Regions from separate parts of the Mus musculus genome. Here all the other regions are linked to region 6. Evidence: chromatin contacts called from public Hi-C and promoter capture Hi-C data. All regions are on one chromosome and are shown on one strand. The core of a region is the stretch at or near the end of the contact, and the rest is flanking DNA. Distances in the headings are between cores, read along the strand shown. Region 1 holds the start of Tec (tec protein tyrosine kinase). Region 2 holds the start of Tmem165 (transmembrane protein 165). Region 3 holds the start of Slain2 (SLAIN motif family, member 2). Region 4 holds the start of Clock (circadian locomotor output cycles kaput). Region 5 holds the start of Txk (TXK tyrosine kinase). Region 6 holds the start of Fip1l1 (FIP1 like 1 (S. cerevisiae)). Region 7 holds the start of Exoc1 (exocyst complex component 1).

Evidence for each region. Promoter capture Hi-C pulls out the DNA fragments that hold promoters and counts their contacts. Hi-C and Micro-C count contacts between places; a contact is called where the count stands out from the background. Capture Hi-C pulls out chosen DNA fragments and counts their contacts.
Region 1: a contact with region 6 is called in a promoter capture Hi-C map of adipose tissue, with 3 times the contacts expected there. The contact joins the promoter of Tec here to the promoter of Fip1l1 in region 6. A contact is called at or near these places in 1 of 39 promoter capture datasets (pre-B cells) and 1 of 9 other capture datasets (adipose tissue).
Region 2: a promoter capture Hi-C map of pre-B cells shows a contact between it and region 6, with 3 times the contacts expected there. The contact joins the promoter of Tmem165 here to the promoter of Fip1l1 in region 6. A contact is called at or near these places in 4 of 39 promoter capture datasets (the C10 cell line, hippocampal neurons, liver and 1 more), 1 of 484 Hi-C or Micro-C datasets (B cells), 3 of 115 datasets of contacts at active chromatin or transcription factors (astrocytes, epiblast stem cells and regulatory T cell precursor) and 2 of 9 other capture datasets (adipose tissue and liver).
Region 3: a promoter capture Hi-C map of pre-B cells shows a contact between it and region 6, with 2.4 times the contacts expected there. The contact joins the promoter of Slain2 here to the promoter of Fip1l1 in region 6. A contact is called at or near these places in 2 of 39 promoter capture datasets (liver and pre-B cells) and 1 of 115 datasets of contacts at active chromatin or transcription factors (double positive thymocytes).
Region 4: a promoter capture Hi-C map of liver shows a contact between it and region 6, with 3 times the contacts expected there. The contact joins the promoter of Clock here to the promoter of Fip1l1 in region 6. A contact is called at or near these places in 3 of 39 promoter capture datasets (hippocampal neurons and liver), 1 of 484 Hi-C or Micro-C datasets (CD4 T cells), 2 of 115 datasets of contacts at active chromatin or transcription factors (astrocytes and thymic regulatory T cells) and 2 of 9 other capture datasets (adipose tissue and liver).
Region 5: a contact with region 6 is called in a Hi-C map of CD8 T cells, with 6 times the contacts expected there. The contact joins the promoter of Txk here to the promoter of Fip1l1 in region 6. A contact is called at or near these places in 1 of 39 promoter capture datasets (pre-B cells) and 2 of 484 Hi-C or Micro-C datasets (CD4 T cells and CD8 T cells).
Region 7: a contact with region 6 is called in a promoter capture Hi-C map of pre-B cells, with 5 times the contacts expected there. The contact joins the promoter of Exoc1 here to the promoter of Fip1l1 in region 6. A contact is called at or near these places in 4 of 39 promoter capture datasets (the C10 cell line, liver and pre-B cells), 1 of 484 Hi-C or Micro-C datasets (B cells), 5 of 115 datasets of contacts at active chromatin or transcription factors (astrocytes, large pre-B cells, microglia and 2 more) and 2 of 9 other capture datasets (adipose tissue and liver).

Annotation. Positions count from the first base shown.
Region 1 is chr5:72,867,191-72,870,399 of GRCm38.p6, forward strand. It overlaps Tec (tec protein tyrosine kinase), which reads right to left and starts at 1,258. Exons shown (of 19, transcript NM_001113460.2): 1 at 1,204-1,258.
Region 2 is chr5:76,182,544-76,185,586 of GRCm38.p6, forward strand. It overlaps Tmem165 (transmembrane protein 165), which reads left to right and starts at 1,337. Exons shown (of 6, transcript NM_011626.2): 1 at 1,337-1,809. The coding sequence starts at 1,603.
Region 3 is chr5:72,913,007-72,916,131 of GRCm38.p6, forward strand. It overlaps Slain2 (SLAIN motif family, member 2), which reads left to right and starts at 1,356. Exons shown (of 8, transcript NM_001113423.2): 1 at 1,356-2,007. The coding sequence starts at 1,619.
Region 4 is chr5:76,303,217-76,306,362 of GRCm38.p6, forward strand. It overlaps Clock (circadian locomotor output cycles kaput), which reads right to left and starts at 1,576. Exons shown (of 23, transcript NM_001289826.1): 1 at 1,439-1,576; 2 at 208-286. Gm7467 (predicted gene 7467) reads left to right here and starts at 1,660. Exons shown (of 1, transcript NR_152171.1): 1 at 1,660-2,311.
Region 5 is chr5:72,751,331-72,754,207 of GRCm38.p6, forward strand. It overlaps Txk (TXK tyrosine kinase), which reads right to left and starts at 1,447. Exons shown (of 15, transcript NM_001122754.2): 1 at 1,349-1,447. The coding sequence starts at 1,364.
Region 6 is chr5:74,533,723-74,536,927 of GRCm38.p6, forward strand. Fip1l1 (FIP1 like 1 (S. cerevisiae)) reads left to right here and starts at 1,769. Exons shown (of 18, transcript NM_001159573.2): 1 at 1,769-2,039; 2 at 3,079-3,123. The coding sequence starts at 1,958.
Region 7 is chr5:76,527,575-76,530,711 of GRCm38.p6, forward strand. It overlaps Exoc1 (exocyst complex component 1), which reads left to right and starts at 1,737. Exons shown (of 19, transcript NM_001289770.1): 1 at 1,737-1,888.

The DNA of each region.
Region 1 (3,209 bases), core at 8-2,507, 1.7 Mb before region 6:
ATGTAGGGCAAAGGTATCGCCTACTAGAGCGCTTCACTGATTTGCATGTGTTTACAATACCTGTCCCCACACAATTCCACAAACCCGAAGGCACACACCCTTGTGGGAAGAACGAGGGTGATTTACATAGGCACCCTACAGAAAGCACCCCTGAGCTGGCAAGGAGAGGAATAGTGATCGGATTCATAAGTGTATGGCGAAAAGATAGGTCTGTCTTAAACAATGAAAATGTAACTGGACGACATGGATGTTTTCAAATACTTAATGTGTAAGTTTAGCCACAGCTCCCCCCAACCCCCGCCTCGCGGAAAAAAATCAAGCTCTTCCTTATTTTGAGTCTATAGACCACAGAGCTACAGTGTCGATCACTCAGCTATTAAATCCCAAATCTTACTTAGGAGACTCGATGCTTCCTCCTACCGCGCCTCGGCTCTGTAAAAGAATTATATAGACGGGAATAGGTTGTCAGAGTTTCCTTAGAGGAAAATGGGAACTCACTGGAAAAATGTAAAACCTCTGCTTAAAGCATGCAACTATTCTGTCTGGATAGGCTCCAAACCCACTTAACCAAGCCAGCCACCCAGTTGTCCCAATTTAACACTGCGATCAACTCTTCTAACCAAATATTCCACTTTCCAAAGATAAGCCCGAATGGGACCTGGTACACAGAAACATATTCGCCAACGACAGGAAAAAGTTAAGAAATGTCAGATCCAGGGGAAATTGCACAGTCTCGGGACAAGGTCCACGTAGTTTTTCCCACTTTGATTCTTCGAGTCCCTGTTTATCAAGATCCAGATACCACTTTCCAGAAGAGAAAAATAGCTAAAGAAGTACGTGCACCTGCTCGGGCACAAGCAACTGTGGACTGTCTTCCTGGATTCGAACTTTACCGCGGGACAAGCAGAAAGAAGAAAGGCCCCCTGCCGCTCAACTGGGAAAGGAACTCAATCGCGAGTCCTCTCGGCTCAGATACCAAGTCCAAAAGGGCTCAGATCTGCAGCCACCGGGGAAGGCGCGGCCATCAGGGGAGCGCACCTGTCCCTTCTTCCTGGCCCAAGGGGGACGGGCCTCTGACCTGACGCAGAGAGTCCGCTCTCACCTCCGTGAGAAGGGTAGAAAAATCCTCCCTAATCCCACTAAGGTCAGTCTCCCGCAGGTGGAGGCCAACTCCGTGAGCGCCGAGAGTCCCTTGGTTCTTACCTTGACGGAGCGCGTGCCGAGACAAGCCAAGACAGAGCGACGTCCAAACTGCGGAGCCCGGAGCTCGGCAAGCGCTGACCAAACCCATCGGCCACGCCCACCGCCCGGCTCCTCCCTGGCCCCGCCCCCTCGCCGCGCCGCCTCTGCCCTCCGCTGCCCACAGCGCCAGTGTCCCACCTTCCTTCCGCGATTTCAAAGCCAAAGGGAAGAATCGGAGCTCGCGGTCCTGCGGCCGAAGTTCCAGGGAGCGTCTCTTATCCAGACAGACGCGGCGTGGGGTCTCTCTAAGTCCGGACTTCCCATCCTAAGAGAACCGTCCAGAAAAATGCTCCTTCGTCCCCGGCTCGGAGAGCCGGTAGCAATAGCACTTGTGGGTGGCTAAGAACCGACCTCCACTTCCGCTTAGCCCCTCGCGGGCGAAACCGGATGATGCTGTGCTCTGGGGTGATAGAAGAATGGGTGGCTTGACTGACAAGCCTGAAGCATCAGAGCCTAGCATAGGGTCACCCACTTACATTATTACTGTTGATACACTAATAATGAAAACAACCTTCAAGTTATTCACTTTAAATACTGTAAAATTCTTAGACTCCAGGAAAGAACGTGCCGTTTGTCACCTAGCTAGCTAGCTAACTGAGAAGCTGTCCTGGAAAGGCTGGGGCTGTAGATCAGTGGTACAATGTTTGCTTAACATGCACAAGGCCCTGGGTTTGATTCCCTACTTTCAAGTCTAAGTTGTCTTTGATGGTAGTCTTGAGTCTTAGCCACTGTTATCTGATCTCATCCATCCTGTACTGTCAGACAGGCATGGTGGCCCACATATTTTATTCCAGCTGAGAGGGCAAAGGCAAGCCCATTTCTAAGCATTTAAGGCCAGTCTGGTAAACATAGTGGTTTCCAGGCCAGCCAGGGCAGGGATATGAGGACCTCTCAGAAGGAGAGAGACACAGGATAGGACTGTAATGTTCATAATAGTCCATGGGAATAAAAGACTGAGTTCGCCTTTGGGATGGAGAGAGAAATTAATTTGTAAAATGCTTGCTATGCCGAAGGTTGATCAGGTAGAGCCCATGTTTTTAAAAAAAAAAAAAAAGGAAAGAAAGAAAGAAAGAAAGAAAAAGGGAAGAGAAAGAAAGGAAGGAAGGAAGCTGTTTTTCACCTGTACTCCAGAGCTGGAGGCAGAACCAAGCATAGCTTGGCCAGTCAATCTAGCCCAACTGGCCAGCTCCGGGTTCCATGAAAGACTTTATCTCAAATAATATGGAAGAGAGCAATTGAGAAAGACACTTAGCCTCTGACCTCCACAGTGGAGCCTTTACATAGGGAGAAAACCAATATACCGGTAAGCAAAGAAACCATTTCACAGGTGAGAAATGTCTTGGCTGAAATAAACTGGGGTAATGAAAGAGAGATTGATGAGGAAGGAGGACTTCTCAAAGGAGGACTCTGTGGAGCTGAGGTTGAACAGTGAATCAGGCAGCCAACCTGAAGACGACGCTCGCGATCACGTGTGCAGTCACGTGTGCAGTAAGACTCCTCCCCGACACGGCTCAGGACTTAAAAGCAGTGCCTCCCTGTGCTATTTCTCCTGTGATCATCTTAATGACCCGAGAAGTCAGCTGACAAGATTCCATTTGACAGGGAAAGAACTAAGAGCAATTTAAAGGACTTGCCTAAAGTCATATAATTAGGAAGGGGCCGGGAATGGGAGGAGAACGCAGAACTGAACCAATGATTCCTGACTCCAGTTCCTCTCCTCCCGGGAAGGCCTCCAGTGTAATGAGCCAAGCTCTGAAGGAACCTTCCCTTTTCTCTCCTGCCTCTCATTCCCTTCAAGAGCTTATTTCCCTGCCATGCAGAGAGATGTCCCTGGGGGAGCAGGGGCTTGAATCTGTGAAACTGTATGTAAAAGAGTAGAGGCACATGTGCGTGCAGAGAGCAAGTTACTGCTACCAGTACTGCAGTGAGTGAGTGTGTGTGTGTGTGTGTGTGTGTGTGTGTGTGTG
Region 2 (3,043 bases), core at 87-2,586, 1.6 Mb after region 6:
ACATCTTCTGTTGAACAGATTTCCTGTCTTGCTCCAGAGCCACTGGAACATTGCAATCAGCATCTCAGTCTCCTGCAGCTGTAGCCCTTGAGCCATTTGCTTTTTCTTTGCTTTATGTGGGGTAACTAGAATTTAGCCAGGAGGCCTTTCTCTGAGATGATCATAGACTAGAGAACGCCAGGAAAAAAAATAATAAACCTGGTCCCTAGCAGAACTCAAGGATCCGTGACACCTAACTCTTCTGCCTCCATCTACTGGGCTGCTTCTTTTATTCTCTCCACTTGACACTCCTATCTCCTCTGCAGGCCCTTTTGAGCAAGGCAAATCTTTGCAGAAAAAGGAGGTGGCTGAAGGAGTCTAGACTTCTGATCCCTGTCATGTTGTATTCTGAGGGCTCAGGACATTTACACTCCAGGAATGAACTTGGAGGTACAACAACTGCACCCCAAACTATGTGTAGGAAGCATCTTGGTTATCTCACAATACTGGGAGCATAAATAAGCTATAGCTTGAAGGGTTCTGTAAGGAGCAATGCTGAGTAGGCTAAGGAGAGGTTGCAAGAATGGCTTGTGAAACAGGAGTAGGATTTAGATTAGTGCCTGGCACATGGTTAGCAATTTGTGGTGTGTGTGTGTGTGTGTGTGTGTGTGTGTGCGCGCGCGCGTACGGTATCTCAGCTTTTCTTTAGAAAAAAAAAAAAAAATCCAGCCCTAGTCTAACGCCTAACTAACCATTCTTTCCTGTCTTCTACTTTTGCCTACTCAAGGCCTCCATCCCACAGAAACCCTAACCACTCAACTCCAAACCTTTTCAGGATATCCTATTTCAGGATAAGGCATCCTGAGCCAGGGCAGTGATGACTTTTGGTCTGCGGCTATTCAACAATGTTTTAAAATCAAGCTTGGACGTTCTCATCTTTTACTTCCGAATCTTACTTCAGAACCTTCAAAAAACCCCAGCATATGGACCCCCAAAGAACATTCTGTGTAGGCGGTCCAGGGACGTGGTGAGGGTGGGTGGATCGTAACTTAAAGGTGTGGCAGTTCCTGCCACGTAGGTAGCGGGGCTGGGACTCACTTGACATTTAATAGAAGTGGAGGTGGCGGCGGCTTAGGCCTTAAAGACCTAAGGCTCTTGAGGAAGTACTGGTAGGAGCCTGGCAGCCTGACCTCTCCAGGGCCAATAAGGGGGTCTCTGGTGGGACCCGAGAGGACGCAGGGAGAGTCCATCAAGCAGCTCCAGCTACCTGGCCCGGCGCGCCGGGTCCAATAGGACCAGTGAGCGAGCCGCACCTCAACCTGCCGGAAACGTCACGACGCCGGGCTGACGTCGGGCCAATGGGAGGTCGTGTTGGCCAGGGGGCGGGCCGGAGGAGTTGGGCCGCGGAGGCAGTTGGAGGAGTGTGTGGCTTCTGCTGCCCAGCTGCTCCGGAGCTCCCGCCGCCGGTCCGTCCCGGTCCGGTCCCCGCGTCCCGCGTGCTGCAGGGCTGCCCCCTGAGCGGCAGCCAGGCCTGACGGAGGCGCCTGCCGGCACGCCGGGCTCGACGCTTCCCTTCGCCTGCACTTCTTCCTGCCGCAGCGCGGTGCCGGCTGGGCGGGCGGGATGGCGGCCGCGGCCCGGGGGAGCGGCCGGGCGCCGACGCGAAGGCTGCTCGTGCTCTTGCTGCTTCAGTTGCTCTGGGCCCCGGCCGGGGTCCGCGCCGGCCCGGAGGAAGACCTGAGCCATCGGAACCAGGAGCCGCCGGCGCCCGCCCAGCAGCTGCAGCCGCAGCCCGCGGCGGTGCAGGGCCTCGAGCCGGCCCGGGCCGAGGTGAGAGCCCGGGCTGGTGGGGATGGGGCGGGCTGAGGCCGCGGAGCCCGCAGTCGGGTACCAGGCTCCCGCGCTGGCGGCGCCGCCCTCTTTCCGAAGAGGCTGGGGGAGGGGAGCCGGCCCCTGCTCCGCTCGCTGGGAGGAGGGTGACAAGACGGCTTTCTTAGGCGCGGCCTGGCCTGGCCTGGCTGCTTGGGGGAAGGGAAAGTGAGGGCCCCAACCGGGGCTCCCCAGAGGTCCTCTAGATCCCTGGTACCGACAGGCTTGCTCTGGATTCTGCCTTCTGCTGATCACATGGGCCATACTGAAAAGACTGGAAATCATCATCCCAAGTAGAAAGTTTTTAGTACAGAGCCGCTGGGAGACTTGTCTCTCTCGAAGTAGCATCACATTGTTGGAAGTATCAGCCATTGTTGAAGCAACCCAACCAGAGATGCTCACCCGAATTCAGCTCGGCACACCCTGTGGTTCTTGCCAGATACAGTGTCTAGAGATTATGCGTTGCCACCCTCCCTTAAAAAAAAAAAAAAAACAAAAAAACGTGTTTTGGCATGAAGGAAGTTGCCCTTGAATGCAGAGACTTGTGCCCAAAGGTAGAGCGCTCTATAGTGAGGGATTCCAAAACTCCATTTATAGGTAAACTAGAGCCTCATAAGTTTCTTTAACCATTACCAGATAGATAGAAATTAACCTTTTAATCTATGTTCGTAGAATTTCTCCTTTCTATGTTACTTTCCTCTGAGTTGGACTCTCTATTTCCAATTTTGACTCCTACATTCTGGAGTTTTTTTAGTCTCTTAGTAGGGTCCATTTTGGCATTCCCTTTCCTACTTCTGTCTTTATCTGCCCTCCAAGAGAATGGCTGTCCTGACTTGAGTACAGATCAGGGTGACCGCAGGATAGATATTCATTTTCCCATCACCATGCCGTTCCAGCTAAACCCCAGGTCTTTTAGGGACCCACCACTGCCTCGCTGTGTTCTAAACCAGTGGCTTCCAGAACTGAAACCTGACCTCTGCTCACTGCCATTTTCCCCTGAGCAAAGACCTTAGAACAGAATCCAGGCATGGGGCCTGTGGTTCAGGACCCTTCCCATCTTCAAGAGCCAGCAGAACCTTCCGGAGCCCTTCCCAGGATGCCCTGGTTAGAAGAGCACTCCCTGAGTCCTGGGCGCTTTCCTTTCTTCACAGTTCATGTTACCCTTTGGCCTTTCCAGTATTTTGTTTTTCTATGT
Region 3 (3,125 bases), core at 106-2,605, 1.6 Mb before region 6:
CAGGGAAAATACAGCATGGAAAGGCAGGAGGGTTAAGTCTTATGTGAGTCCACACCCGGGTGTAATAAGACTGGTTCGGGTGTAATAAGACTGGTTCGAGGGTGGAGGAGGCAATTGGAGTCAACTGCAAACATCAGCCAAAAATTTGAGAGACCAGGCACGGTTGGCTGCTTACCGTATAAGTAAACCAAGCAGCTCACAACTGACAACTGTGGAAGAGTGAGCCAACATGACAGAAAAAAAGCGTTTAAGTTTTGTTTGCAGTCGCTTCCACCAGTACGCATTATAAACAGATGCCACCGAGGGCAGAATTTTACATTTACCACCCCTCAACATTCTCTATTGCCTGTCAACGGGTTGCTTGAATACTTTTCATGTACAAGTTAAAAAAAAAAATTCAAGGAGCATATGCCTTTAATCCCAGCTTTTGAAAAAAAGGCAGAGGATGAGTTTTTCGAGGTCAGCCTGGTCTACAGAGCGTGTCTCAGGACAGCCAGGAATACACAGAGAAACCTTGCCTCAAAAAACCCAAAAAGTCAAGACATACTATTAAAAAGTCTTTTGGGGGCGAAGGGAGAACCCAAGGAATACAATGCACATTAATTACTACCGTTGAAAGATTAGTACAGAAGTGTTTTCCATCATCCTCTTGTCTCTGGACCTGTAAACCTTAAGCCAACGAAACAAAACAACCCCTGCCCACGTGTTTTAAACGGATGAAATAATGCCTTTAAAAGTGCTTAGCGCAGTGTCTGGCTTATAGGAACCACTCAACAAATTACGGTTATCATTTTGACTTCCGAGCTCTGAACCATTCGGGATTCGGGTTCTCATTTTCAGGGGATGGAACGGACGAGCCACAGATGGTCTCTGGGGCTGCTGCCAGCTCCGACAGTCTCCGGTTTCAAGCAGGAACCAACTCAGTATTGCCAAACAAACCAAGGGAACGGTCCATGCGACCAGGCGGGGCCGTCCGACCGCGAGTCTCCGCACAGACGCCTAGGGCGGGGCTGAACCCGAGCCCGAGCCCGAGTCGGAGCCGGAGCCAGAGTCCGGTTCTGGGTCTCACACCCGCCCGCGATGAGCTTTGGGGAGGGTAGGCGGCCAGGGCAAAACTCCAGCGATAGCTTAGCCCAGCCCGGCCGGGCCCTGCCCACCTTTGCCGGCGCCCACCACACCCCTTCCGGCCGGGGCCCCGCCCCAAACAATGACCACGCCCCTCCGGGCCCTGTCCCGTTTCAGGCCCCGCCTCCAGCCCCGCCCCACCGCGAGCCGGGCGCTTAGTTCTTTCAGCCCGCGGGCGGCCACGTCCTCCCCCGACGCTCTGAGGTCACCGACCGGGCTGGCCGGCAGGGGGCGGAGGGACGGAGGGAAGATGGCTGCCGAGGCCGGATATTGGCGCCGCCTCCCCCAGTCGCGGAGCCGGCGCAGATGAGGCGGTTCGGCTGGGGCCAGCGGCGCTTCGCAACCCGAGCCGGGGAGACCCTGGCGGTGGGGCCTGGCCCTGCTCTATGCCGGCGCCTCGGCTAGCGTGAGCGGTGGCGGTAACGCCTCTCTTTCCCCCCGACCCCGCGCTTCCCCTGCGGCTTGGGGAGTCGGAGCGGGCGGCGCGGCCGGCATGGAGGACGTTAACTCCAATGTGAACGCGGACCAGGAGGTGCGGAAGCTGCAGGAGCTGGTGAAGAAGCTGGAGAAGCAGAACGAGCAGCTGAGGAGCCGCTCGGGAGCCGTGCAGGGTGCAGGCCTCCTCGGGCCCGGCAGCCCAGCTCGGGTCGGCGTGTCCACCCCTTCGTCGGGCGCGGCGTCCCCTCGGGGCTTCCCGCTGGGCCTGGGCGCCAAGGCCAGCGGCGGGGCGGGCTCCGGCCCGCGACGGACCAGCAGCGAGGACCTGCGGGACGCCACCTCCTTGCTGGCGGCCGGCGAGGGAGGCTTGCTGGACGAGGTAGAGCCGCTGCGGCCCGACGAGCTGGAGCGCTTGTCAGGCTGGGAGGAGGAAGAGGAGAGCTGGTGAGCGCGGGGCGCTGGGCCCGGTGGGCCTGCGGGGCGGAGGGGTGTCCCTGGGGGAAAGCAGGGTGGGCTCGGCTTGTGGTGGGGACGCTGGCTTTTGCCTGTTTCTGCTGCGGGCGGGCAGGTCCGCTGGAGTTGGGGGGTTTCGAGGCGTGCCTTGGAAACGGGTTTGTAGCTAGTTCTCTGGGTCGTGGAACCTCTGGGTGCAGGACCCAACTGGACCCAGATGGGATCTGTGGCTTGGCACAGTCCCCCGTGGGCCCGCACGCTCAGAGCACTCAGAGGGTACCAAGCTGCTTCGTAGGAAGGGATCCTGCTTTGTGTGAAAGACGGGCTTTCGGATGGTGGTCTGAGCGGTTTGGATTGTAGGGAGGGGTCTGCTTCAAGAGGTAACAACCAGGTGCGGGGACATAGAGAGTAGCTACTAGCAGGCAGTGCTTTGGACCGGAGTGAGATGGGGATGTTTGTGGGGAGGCCGGGTGGACGTCACTCCCCTTTGGGTAGTGGGGGGAGTAAAGCTTTGCTTTGTGTGAGGAGGGCAGTGGAGAGGGATGGGGCTGCTTTGTGTGAAGTCGGTGGTGGATCGGGGAACCCTGAATTTTATATTGGAAAACAAGAATTGCATACGACATAATTTCGGAGCCGTGAAGCAATAGTTAGTTATCCAAGCTGACTATCATTTCCGTGCCTGCCATCCTGGAGGCAGAGAAAGGGTCCTAGTTAAAAATCTAGACCAAAGCCGGAGTTATCACGAGGCACCTCTTGACGAGCTGAGGTGACCCCACACCTTAAAGTCACACTTTTCGGTAGGCCATGAGAAGCTTTCCCTCGAGTTTTATTTTTGATTAAAAAAACACCTGCTGGAAATATCCTCATAATTCATCCGTTCTTGAAGTCCTAACTTTTAGCTAGAACGTTTATGCTGTTGACATTAAAACTTCTCTGAAGTCGAAACCTCTCGTGGACTGGTATCCAGGCCTCTAACTTTGAAGAATTCTAAGCACTGCCTGGATGCAGGCCCTAGATTTGCCACTTTAAAGGTTTCTGACCTTGGAGAAGTTACTTTGAGCGTCACTTTTTTCCTCAGAGGAAAATTATCATTCTTGTGTAGAGTTCTG
Region 4 (3,146 bases), core at 326-2,825, 1.8 Mb after region 6:
GCCAGTTCTTCAAGCTAACCTAGGCACATGTTTCTTTCTCCTAAGATTTTAAAACAAACCAGATTTCAAGTGTTCTGTGGGACTCAGAGACAGTCACGAATTAAGTTACAGCCTATTCATTTTTTTTCAATCAGATATGAATGGGGATGGTCTGTAATTTTCTCTAGTCGCTTTTAAAACTACAACAATGCAATCAAGGGAAATTACCTTGCTGGTGATTTTGGGAATCGTTGCCCTAGTCCAATCAACAACGCCTGTAAAAGTTTCTTCTTGTGCTTTTCTTTCACTGCAATAGAAAACACCAGAGTCTGTTGTTTTTAAAGCATCTAGAAAGGCTTCATGCAGTGTGTGGTTCGGCATTGCAATATCAAAACACCACGGCCTGATCTGTCATCTGTCAGGTCAGAGGCCAAAGCTCTTCCTTCATCTTTCAGGATTCTGCTGACTACCTCGGACTTCCACAGCGGCAGAAAACACCCCACAAAGATACAAACTTCGTGGCGCTACTCCCGGTACCGGGACAGCCAGGACCACATCCAGGACGGCCAGCCCCACAGGCAGAGCGCGGCCCGGCGCGGCGCACGCGACTCGAGTCGGACACCCGGGGCCCAGAGCAGCCCGCGGCCCGAGCCCCGGAACCAGGACCATTAACGGAACCAGCCCTGGGCGGCGGCGGCCGCCGCTCGGACTGCGGATCCCGGCGCGCGCCGGCCGCCGCGAGGGCGGGGGCTCCGCGGAGGAGCTGGCCGCCCCAGCGCCCCATTGGGCGCCGCTCCAAACGTGCCCGAGTGGTGACAGGAATAAAGTGGGTCACAAGGCCTAGCGGGTCCCGGGCGCGAGCGCTCTCGGCGGCCGACTCGGCCTGCCCCGCGCTAACCCCGCGCCCAGTCTCAAGCGCGACGCGGCCCCGGAACCCCCGGGGCCCGCGGGACCCACCGCGCCCCCCTGCCCTGCAGGTAACCCCCAGCGGCCCCGGGACACTTGGCGCAGGCCCGGCTGAGCGCGACTCTCCAGAGCTCCGCGCTCTCCGCGTCCCCGGACCCCGGCCGCAGCTCCTGCCTCCCGGCCTGGCCCGCACCCCCTTGGCGCCCCGCGCCCTGTTCCCTGCCCCGGTCCCACACACTGCCCCCCGCGCCCTCCCGCGTCCTCACCGTGCCTGAGGCTCCGGCTTCCTCCCTCCCCCGCCCGGGACTCTGCCCGCGGCGGCTCGCGACAGCCGAGCGGCGACAGCCGGGACACGCCACGGCTCCGGGAGCCGGCAGCACCAGGGGCGGCGAGTGCGCGCCCCCGACCCACCCCTCAAAATTCACCGCTACCGCCGCGCTCCTCCCCCTCCCGGCCTTCCCCTCCTCCACGGAACCCGGGAGCACGCATGCGCCACCCAGGCCAGCCGCCCGCCGCGCGCCGGGCCGAGGCCCACCCGGTGGGGCGCACTCACCGGGAGCGCGTGCGCGGCGGCGGCCAGATTTCCTTCGCGCTCTCGCCGTCCGGGGTTTCCTCTCTCCAGCCGGTAGCCGCCAGCCGAGTCCGTGATTGCGCTGCCTCCCGGCGCATGCGTCGTGGGCGCGGGGCTCCGCGGCCGGCCAGGCTCTGCACTCGCCCCTCCCCTCGCGGCCGCCTTCCCTCAGCGCGCCGGGCGCGCATGCGACTTTCCCCGTTAGGCAGCCCCGAAGCCGCGCCTGGGGATCCCGGGCACCCGAGGAAATCCCACTCTTGCAGGCCGGCGTGAGCTCGTTCCACGGCCGCCGAGGGAAGCCGGGATGCCCCGAGGCCCCCTTCCCTTCGCAGGCCGGGAGGCGGGGCCTAGCGGAGGGTGCGGCCGCCCGCAGCGCCCTGGGCGGCTCGCGGTTCCCCGGGATGCGGCGCTCCCAACCAGTGGGAGCCGCCGCCTGGAATGGTGCCTCTGTCCCCGGGAAAGCAGAGAGCTTGGCCTACGCCAAGTTAGACTTCTCCAGCCCAGTGCTCGGTTTCCTCTCCTGGAGGTTCGTGGGATGCCTGGGACTCGGTTTCCCGGCTCCTAGAGACACGCTAGGCTGGCTGCTCCCCGAGATGGACCTGGACGACCCAAGTGACCTCGGCTGTAGCCAGGGAAGCAAAAGGTCGGGATGTGTTTGCTCCTTTTATGAAAAGGCAGGAGGCACTGCAAAAGATGAGCATGGCGCTACGGATGAACCAGGACCCTAGTTTACACTGGTTTCTTAGCTACTGCACCCGAATTACTGGGAAAGAAGCTAATTCATAGCAATTTCTTTTAAAAATCAACTCGTACAGCAAACAGAAGGCAATAAATAAACCTATACTCTTTAGCTCCAAAAATCCTGTCTACAAGGTAATGTTTGTCTCAATAAGAATTAAGTTCTTGGTGTATATTCAGGAAAGAAAAAAAAAAAAAACCAACTTCAAAACTAGGAATTAGCTGCGATCCCCCCCCCCCCCCCCCAGCAATGTGAACTAGGAGGAGAATCCTCAAATTCCTGGCTACGTAGCCAGAACCCTGCCAGGAGAATCTTTCCTTGGCAGTCTTTGTACCGTTTCGCCATCGAAAGGCACAGTTTCTGCTGTCCTAATCCATCTGCTGCTCGCTTAGGTTCACGTCCTTTGAACCCACCCATTCTCCACTCTGTCCTTGTGGTCCAGGCAGGACACTGTGGAGGAGGAAACCTTGGGTTCTCTGTCTCAGGCTGGCAATTACTGCCAAGAAGATTGTTTCCCAGTGAACCTGATACTGAAAGAAAATAATCTTTTCTTGTGTGACTAATGAAAGAGCAGGCACCACGAAGGGAAAAACCAGAAAACAGATTAAAACATGGTGATATAGCCTAGATGCATGAGCGCTGAAATCGATGTGGGCTAGATTCCTTTGGAAAGTTCAGTTAAAGTAATCAATAAACTCGTGAATGTGTTTGTTTTATTGCTTAAAACCAATAAGAGCTTTTCTGCCATCTACAAGTTAGTGTCTTGATCACTGGTAGTAAAAAAGGGGCAGGAGGTAAGGGTACTGAGGCTGGTAAATAGGTTGCAGCCAAATGAATTTGAATGCTTTCCCTGGGTCAAATGTTTTGGCTTTATTCATTCTCTTTTTCTATTATAGTTCCTCTAGTGTGTGTATACACACTATATACATATATAATATATATACATATATA
Region 5 (2,877 bases), core at 197-2,696, 1.8 Mb before region 6:
TCCTTAAGTTTAAAACACCCTGGAGGGCACTTGGTGGTGCCTTGTCAATGGCGAATACTCATTATTTCACGCAGAAGAAAATGGAGTGGTTTAGCTATGGCTCATGGCAGAAGGACACAGACAGACAGACAGACAGACAGACACTGGATGGTACAGGGACATTGCATTAAAACCATTCCTCCCCCCCCAGGCCACGGGGAAATCTAAGACCCCATAGATAAGTAGTCTCCCACTTCATCCCTAGACAGCCTCTGCATCTACTTGCCTTACACGTAGCTGAGCCTTTCCTGTCATAACACATGGCCTTCCTTCCCCTGGTTCTGATCTCATGAGAAACAATCAAAGCCTTTAAAAGTCCATATTCTGCATCTGCTCAACATTATTCTGCCCTTGGGGAGGTGGGGACTCGTGACAATTCTTTGTATCTTTTTCTGTCTTGAGCTGCTTGGCCTATTTCTGATAACAAGAAACCTTTTTGTTGCTGTTGCTGTTGTTGTTGTTATTGTCTTGTTTTGTTCTTAGTGAATCAAACTGTAAATCATATTCAGGAAGGCACAACAAAAATAGCATTTGATTATTTTTATAAATCCTACCAATGTCTGGAGGTCCTAATAACGTGCTGTGGCTTAAAGAGATATGTAAAATTCGGTCAGTTTTTTCCTACTGCCAGCTAAAAATAAATCAGAATTCTGGCCTAATCTAGAATGACTAAGTTCTACTGATGTTTGATTCCCAGGGCATCTAGAATTAAAATCAGAGATCGTCTTTTTTTTTTCCTTTCCTAAACCCCTATACATAATTAGCCTCTCTTGAGTCTTAACTGTGGAGTGCTTCCAAAAATCGTCTTGAAGTCTTTCAAAGCAACTCTCAGATTAGTTGATGTGCTTGCCAGCTTTGCCCACTGTTTACTTGTGACGGCTATAGGAGGAGGCAGAAAGGGAGCGCTCACACTGTAGACTTGTTCATCCAACCGAGGTGCCAATGGGAACCTGTCAAAGCTGAGGCTAAACCAGAAAAGTCTGATCTCTTCACCCTCAACTCTGAGTTCATTATCATTCAAAAAACAAACATATCCCATCACACTGACCGAATTTCCACACATGCTAAGTACACAACTTTTTTTTTTTTTGCTATTGTCATCTGTATTCTCAATTCTCAAGTATATAATTTTATCAAGAGGCAGTGGACATTTAACTAAGCCACAAAATCCTGTCACTACATCTGAAGAAATCATCTTTAGGATTTCACAAATTCCTTGTTTTAGCAAAACCCACTCCTAGGGGTCACCAGTAGGCAACACACCCATAAACACGCTGTGACATTAAATGGTAAAGCCCATCTTACTCACAAGAGGACAGGATCATGGCGACCCTGCTTGCTGGCCATACACAGAAGCCTTGGTTCTTCAGCTCTGTTCCACTCACGGTAACACATCTTTCAACTGAAAGCATAGTTGTTGGCCTGTGACGTTTCTCACAGGCAAAGTTTACCCCACCTAATTTCCTGTTCTGAAAACCTCAAGAGTGTGTGAATGACAACCCAGTGGCCTACATAAGAAACTTCAGAGCTCTGTATCCAGATCTGAAGTGTTAGCACTTCCTTATACCTACGCTGTGGGTGTGTCTAGAAAACACTTTGAAGAAATCACAGAATTTCGGTAAAAGGGGCCTTCATAGTAGTCAACTTAAACTGTCTTCCCTGTGCTGATACTGGAATAAAGGACCATACAAGAAGAAATTTTACTTACTGGAGGGCTCATAGTGGTACAGGGAAAATCGACTTCTAGGATCATGAATATCCAAACTAGGATGTTTGGCCCTCTGATTTAGGACTGACTCTAAAGACTTGGTTTGGGATTAGGGGAGAATCTAAAGATCTGTTTTAAAAACTGGCTGAAGCTAGGTGTGGTGGCAAAAGTCTTTAATCCCAGCACTCTGGGAGGCAGAGGCGAGTGAGTTCAAGGCCAGCCTGGTCTACATAGAGTTCCAGGACAGCCAGGGTTACATAGAGAAACCTTGACAGACAGAGAGAAAGACAGAGACAGAGAGACAGACAGAGATACAGACAGAGACAGGAGAGGCAGAGAGACAGACAGACAGACAGACAGAGACAGAGAGACAGAAAGACAGGGACAGAGAAAAGAAAAGATTTAGCCTCAGCTTTGACAGGTTCCCATTGGCACCTCGGTTGGATGAACAAGTCTACAGCGTGAGCGCTCCCTTTCATTTGTTCTGTTTTCCCATAGGAAGCATTTGTATGGGCTATGGAAATGGCTCAGTGAGCAAAGTGTTTGACACTGAAGTATAAGGACCCAAGTTCAGAGCCAGAAAAGTTACATAATTGACAAGAGAGCACGGTCTCCCACCAGTAAACCAAGTGCTTGGGAGATGGAGACAAGAGATCCTGAGGGCAAACTGGCTAGCTAGACCAGCCAAATCAGCCAGCTCTGAGTTCAATGAGAGATTCTACCTCACTACACAAGGTGGAAAGCAATCGAAGAAAACACACAGCATCAACTCTAGCCCCCATATGCACACAGGCACATATGCACACATACACACATGTATCCTGCCCCCTGAGACCTACATGTGATAAGAAAGAGTATTTCAAATTGTTCACACAGGAACTCAACCTTCTTGTAACTTTCCTGAGCACACCCTGGTTCCTTTCACAGCTCATCCAGATAAAAGGAGAAGATAGGTGGGGCCTATCTTAGCAATAATAGTAAGGCATGCCTGCATATCACCAGCTGCTTGAAGGAGTTGATTAAAAAGTGTGTATGGTTTTGTGATGTGGGGAGTTGGAAGGAATATGGCACATTATGATGAGAATATTTCATTTTTTTATCCATTATAAAAGGAATGAGCTTAGCCTTCG
Region 6 (3,205 bases), core at 519-3,018:
GAGGAAAGAAGGAAGGAAGAGGCTTTGAAGGATGGTCATTAGAGCTTTATGAGCTTCTCTGCTTTGTAGAAATCATTTTCAAAGCTTAGCTCAAGTGCTACCTCCACCACGCAGGCCTCCTACCGCATTCACCACCATTCATTAATCAACTCGTTGTTGATGTCTAAACTCTTTGTCTAGACAATGATTTGAAAGACAAACTCTTTTCCAGACTGGAAAGAAAAGCAATTCACTCTGCAAAAGACAATCAACTCTCTCATGAAACCACCCAATTTTACTTTAGATGCACTTAACAGTGAGAATGGAGCTAACCACGGTGTGGTGGTGGTAACTGCCCACGGTACTCTCAAGCAGATAGTATCAAAGGCCAAAAGGATATGGTGCACCATACAACAGATGGAAGTGAAAGTTAAACAAGACGAAGGCAGATTTGGCCTAGTGAAGATTCTGGGGAAAGTGGCTATGTAGTCAATAAGACTTGTGGTCTAAAAGAGAGTTTAGCTCTGCTCTACTCCCCTCACCCCAACCCTGCTCACCCCATCTGCATACTCAGTTTATCTACATTTGCCTTTCACTCTACTCCAAATGCAGTTGGGTGCCTGGAACTTCTCTGTCTCTGGGCCTTTTGCATGTTCCTAATCTCCTTGTCAAGTAGCCCCCATGCAGAAACCCACAGAGCTTACAGCCCTTCTCCATTAAGGGATCTACTTATTTTAATTAATTAATTAATTACCACGTGATATTAGATTATACCTCCCTTTTAATCACTTGGCCGTGGGTCTTTTTACAGCTACTATTATTTTTAAATCCTTATCAACATGATGTGTCTATCATCTTCCATTAGAATAAAGGCTTCATGAAAGAAAGGATTTTTTTTTTAACCGCCAATCTATATAGTCTTGAAGAGTTCCTAGTACTTGGGTAGACTTTCATACATATTTGTTGAATTCAGGGAAGATTTTTACGAGGAAATTGTACACAGAAGTTGAAACAATTTAAGAATTTCCTACAGGGGAACAGGGCATAGCAAACAAGAGTTCAAAACTAAGAAGAATTAAAACCCTCGTGATCTACTCAGGTAACGAGGAATCAAGTGATACAGATAAAGTCTAACGCTCGACCCTCCTCATCAATCACTAATTAAGAAAATGCCCTGCAGGTTTGTCTACAGCCCGATCTTATGGAGGTATTTTCACAACCAAGGTTCCCTCCACTCAGATGACCAGTTTAAGTAACTTAAATAAAACTTTCCGGCCACAGAGTCTCCCTGTATAGCCCAGGCTATCCTGGAACTCACTATGTAGACCAGGGTGACTTGTCTCTGCCTACCAAGTGCCACTATGCCCAATACTAATAATTTTTTAAACAAAGAGAACGCATCCTTTATATATTAAATTTTTCTTTTGTTGGTTGTTAAAATTTCGACGAATTGACAATTGTGGTTCAGTCAAACCCGTGCGGGATGCTGGCCTTCAGGATTTTAAAATAGACTAGTGGAGGGAGAAAGGCAACAGGGACAGAAAAGAACAATGGTGTAGCAAAGGGAACTGGGGAGTGGGAGGAAGGTTGGGGGAAGGGAACTTCAAAGAAGACCAGAAGCCCCAGAGAAAGCCACTCTTGAGAAGCTAAGCTAGAATCCTTGGGGTGGGGCGGGGAGGGGGAGGAGCCAATCGCGCGGCGCTTGCGCAATGAGAGGCCCAGGTGCCCGCCGCCGCGGAAGCGTAACCACCTAGAGACGCCGCGCCGCTTGGGTGCCTGCGGCGCATGCGCAGACGGATCGGTCGCTGACTCTTCAGGGTCGCCGCCTCCACCGAGGTTGGCCCCAGATTTGAGTCTCGCGCTCTTCGTTCGCTTACCGGCGGCTTCCCTCCCATTCTCGCGCCCTGGGACGGCGAGGCTGGAAAAAGGGGTTGAGAGAGCTGTTGGCCGCCGCCTTTAACTTGTGCGTGGGGCGGCCATGTCGGCCGGCGAGGTGGAGCGCCTGGTGGAGCTGAGCGGCGGGACCGGAGGGGATGAGGAGGAAGAGTGGCTGTATGGCGGTACGGAACTTCCTGTCTGTCTCCCCGGTTCTCTCTGGCCTTCCTCCCAGCGTTTCAGGCCCAGGCGTCCGAGGCCTCTCGTATTGGCCCTAACCGGCCTTGGTTAGGCCGAGTGCGGCCTGCTCCCGGCCTTCGCCCGGACCCGCAGGCACTCACCGCGCGGTGGACGCGGGCCAAGGAGGCCGGGCAGCCCTGCGTCGCCCTCCTCCGCACCGCCCGGGCCTCCTCGCTTCTGCGCTCTCTATTCATGCTCTTTATCGATTCTGAGCCGCTTTGGTGTCTCTCTTGCTCAGTGGCTATGGGGTGCCCCTCCTCGTCCCTTTCTTTCAGAAACCGTCATTCTGTAATAGCAGCTAAATAAAGTCAGTGCAATGAAACTAACGTCTTGTTTCTTGATGGTCAGTTTGTATGGGATGCACCTGCAAGGGTACCTCCTTGTCTGAAAGTCGTGCTTTAAAAGTATTAATTAAAAGAAACAGATGAAATACACTGTGGTCCATAAAGAAAACCCTGAATTGTGGCCTGTATTAAGGTGAAGTGTTTTGTTTTTGTTTTTATTTTTTGTTTTTTGCTTTTTAAAGAGCCCTGTATAGTCCACGTCATAGTTGTATCTCGTGACTCTTCCCATAGGCTTGTATTCGGTGTTTTGTGTTTGTGTCCCCAAATTTAATGCGTCATGTACTTTGTTTTTGTAGGGGACATGTCTGATGTCTGAGTTTTAACTTTAAGTCGTAATCCCCCTTGGCTGTTATACCAGATTTGAAAGTATTTTGTTCTTTCCTAGAGCATACATTCTTGACATAAATTTCATAGATTATATAAAAGTGAACGTTAGCGTCTTAAGCAGCCTTTTAGTAATGAAACTCCGATAAACTTGTAAAATTGATTATTTCTTTAGTGGAAAGACAGCATCGGTACTACCCTTAAAATGTGAAATGTGTGGGGTTTCTCTTAGCATGATGTGTAAATCCCCTTGTATTTCTTTCCATAAGAGATGTGTCTTGCTTATGAAGTGATCTAACTTTGGCTATGCTTGTAGGCCCGTGGGACGTGCATGTGCACAGTGACTTGGCAAAGGATCTAGGTTAGTGCTTGTGATCTTCCCTTCAGATTTCTATACTACTTGTTGCTTAAGCTTGGTTTCTTTATTTACTTTATTTTATTTT
Region 7 (3,137 bases), core at 487-2,986, 2.0 Mb after region 6:
TGGAGTTCAGGAGTTCAGAAGAGTCTAGCCTTCTGGAATACCACTCACTTCTCAACTGTGAGGAGAGCTGTAACATAGGTACAGGGGGTTGGGGGGAAGAACAAAATGGAAGACCAAATGACAACAAAAACACCCAAATGGAATTGTCAGCTAAGATGTCCAAGGCAAACATTCTGGAGCTCAGGAGGAAACACCAGGGAAGTCTATCCAAATATATAGAACTAGATCCTGTGAGAGTCATCTCAAGTAACCCCGACTAGAAGCTGATCATTGTAGCAACAAACATGTCCCTATTCATTATTTCTCCTAGGTCTCCCAAAATTTTATCTTAAGATAAACGGTGCAAATACTGTGCACAGCTCATCTGTCATATTCTTAAGAAATTCATGCCGAGCGGTGGTGGTGCACACCTTTAATCCCAGCACTTGGGAGGAAGAGGCAGGTGGATTTCTGAGTTCGAGGCCAGCTTGGTCTACAAAGTGAGCTCCAGGACAGCCAGGGCTACACAGAGAAACCCTGTCTCGAAAAACAAAACAACAACAACAACAAAAAATTCATCCTATGTGCCTAGTCCTGCAGTGACTTGATGTCACAGGGTGGGTTGGTATCCAAGAAGGTCTCCACCCCACCCCTTCTCAGAAGAGAAGGGAAGCAGAGAATGAGGGAGAGGCTGGGAAGGAGGGTGAGAATTGGAAGGAGGGGTAGGCTAAGATCCACATGCAAAGTAAATAAATAAATGGAAAAAAAACAGCAAAGAAAAAAAGAAGAAAGAAAACCATCCTGGTAGAGTATGTTATCCTAACTTCGCAATCACCTTTTCTAGTCCTACCTCATTGCGAACTCCTTCAGTATAAAAAAATTGAATGGCTTTTTTTAATTTTTATTTTTTAACCTGGAAATCAAAATTTGCAGCACTCAATCCCTGCCAGGGATGCGGCCTAAATGAATCACTTGTCTTATAGCTCGAACTCTCGGCATCATTTATGTTTCTCACACTGAAACAAGCAAGCATCACCTTTAAAACAAAGATTCTATTTCAGTATCTGATGTGAGGTGGCATGGGTGAAGTTTCTAAAAAAACACCCAAGAAGAAGGTCTGTGCAGTCAGGGTAGAGTATGAAGTGGGTAAATGACCAAAGCTGTTTATGGGAATTAAGTGTCCAGAACTTAAGGGTACTAGTGACATCTATCCCAGAGAATCTGACTTAACTCACTAAAGTTCTTCCAAGAATCTAGTTAGCAGGGTTTTACATATGCACAGGAGAGAACATTTAATGCGCTCTCAAATGAGTTGCTACAAATATTAGAATGGGTACGTCTACAAAAAGGAAACATCACCATTATCAACTCCTCAAATCAGCCTATGCTAACAGTTCTCAACATTCCTAATGCTGCAACCTTTTAATACCTTTCCTCATGTTGCAGTGGGTCCCAACTATTAAATTATTTAATTTCTACTTTAAAACTGTAATTTTGCTACTGTTATCAATTGTAATGCAAATATCTGATATATTGGATATCTGCTATATGACCACTATGAAGGAAGGGGTCGTTTGACCCGCAGGTTGAGAATCACTGGCCTATGTGCTTGCAAGCCCCGCCCCTGTCTTTTCCACGCCCACAGTCCGCCTCTGCCCCATCCATCAAAGCGCTGTTCCGCCTCCTCCAAGTCCATTGGCCAATCTGTTTTTCCTCTACTGTCTCCATTTCCGGCTCCACAGGGTCAACTTCCGGTGCAGAGAGACACGTGACCGGATACGGGAAGTGGCGGGTTCTGGCCGCTGCTTTTCCCTGTTCAATGAAAAGTGCTTCAAAGCTGCTATTGCTGCCGGCGCCCTTCCTGAGTCCGTCTTGGAGCACCAACCTCGGCCGGCCGGCTGGCCTCGCGGTAAGCTTCCGGCCGGGGACCTGCGGTCTTGGAGGTGGTAGCCTAAGTGGAGGCAGTGTTGCATCCGCGCCGGGTCGGCCACTCCCCAGTGACCCGGCCCACCCACCCTGCTCCACTTCGGGGCTGCAGAACCCGGGCTGCGTCCTTCCTTAGCCGGTGCTGTCCGGGGCTCTGGGAAAAGGCGGAGCCGGGAGGCAGCCAAGTCTCTGTCCACAGTTCCGCCCATCCGGGACAGATTTCATTTTTGTCCTACTAGCGTGGCCTGGAAGAGAAAGACGTGACCTGGGCTTCTGCTGGTCCGAATCAATATAACATGTCCTTATAAATCTTCTAAGTGCATTGCCCAGCCTCTGAACAGTTTTTTTTTCTGGATGACATGTCTCCGAGTTGAGATGTCACTGCAGTACATGGGCCCAACCCACTAAGGCACTAGCATGGACACACAGTGTAACGATGGCCCTATTAAGCTGAAGGAAGTATGTATGTACACAATGAACCGAGGTTAGCTGCCTCTGTAACGGGCAGCCTTGAGGTTTTAGAAGGCGAAGATCTAAAGAGAACCCAGAATATGGGCGTGGTTTTTAGACCTGGGAAATAGTTGTGAAGGCCACTATTAATAATACTGGCATAATGTAAAGTTCAGTATAAACACTGGAGAATTCATCTCTAGATCCAAAGAAGACTGACTATCACAATGCTACGTCAACCCGTTCATGTCTTAAAGATTCTCCATTATACCCCAGAGTGCTGCCTGGCACTTAGTGAATAGCAATATTTATATTAGCAATATAATATAGCAATATAGTAGCAATGCTTATGTCTAATTCCTTCATGAGTTATGACCAGCCCTCTGCTGTTTTTACCGTTTACCATGTACTATGGTGAATATTGGCCATTGCTAATGGTTCTTTTGGCCAGCTTTTACTATTGCAATCAAGCAGGTTACGCCAAGAGCTTGTTAGTGAGTACCCAACACACAAACCTGTGATAGAGCACCCCTCCTCCTCCTACTACTCAAGAGATGGCTGTGGAGATCTAGGAGATGACACTCATGTCCCCATTAGATAGCAAGCATTTGCCTCGTAAATACAGTAAGGGCTCTATACATTTACATGAAAAGAGCCGTGTGGATTGAGACTTTCATTGAGTCAACTAAATACAAATGGAGAAATGTAGGTTTGAATAAGGAAAAGATAGTGGTATGCCCTGCATGGGAAAGTGCTTAAGCAAAGAAAGAACAGAGTGTTCT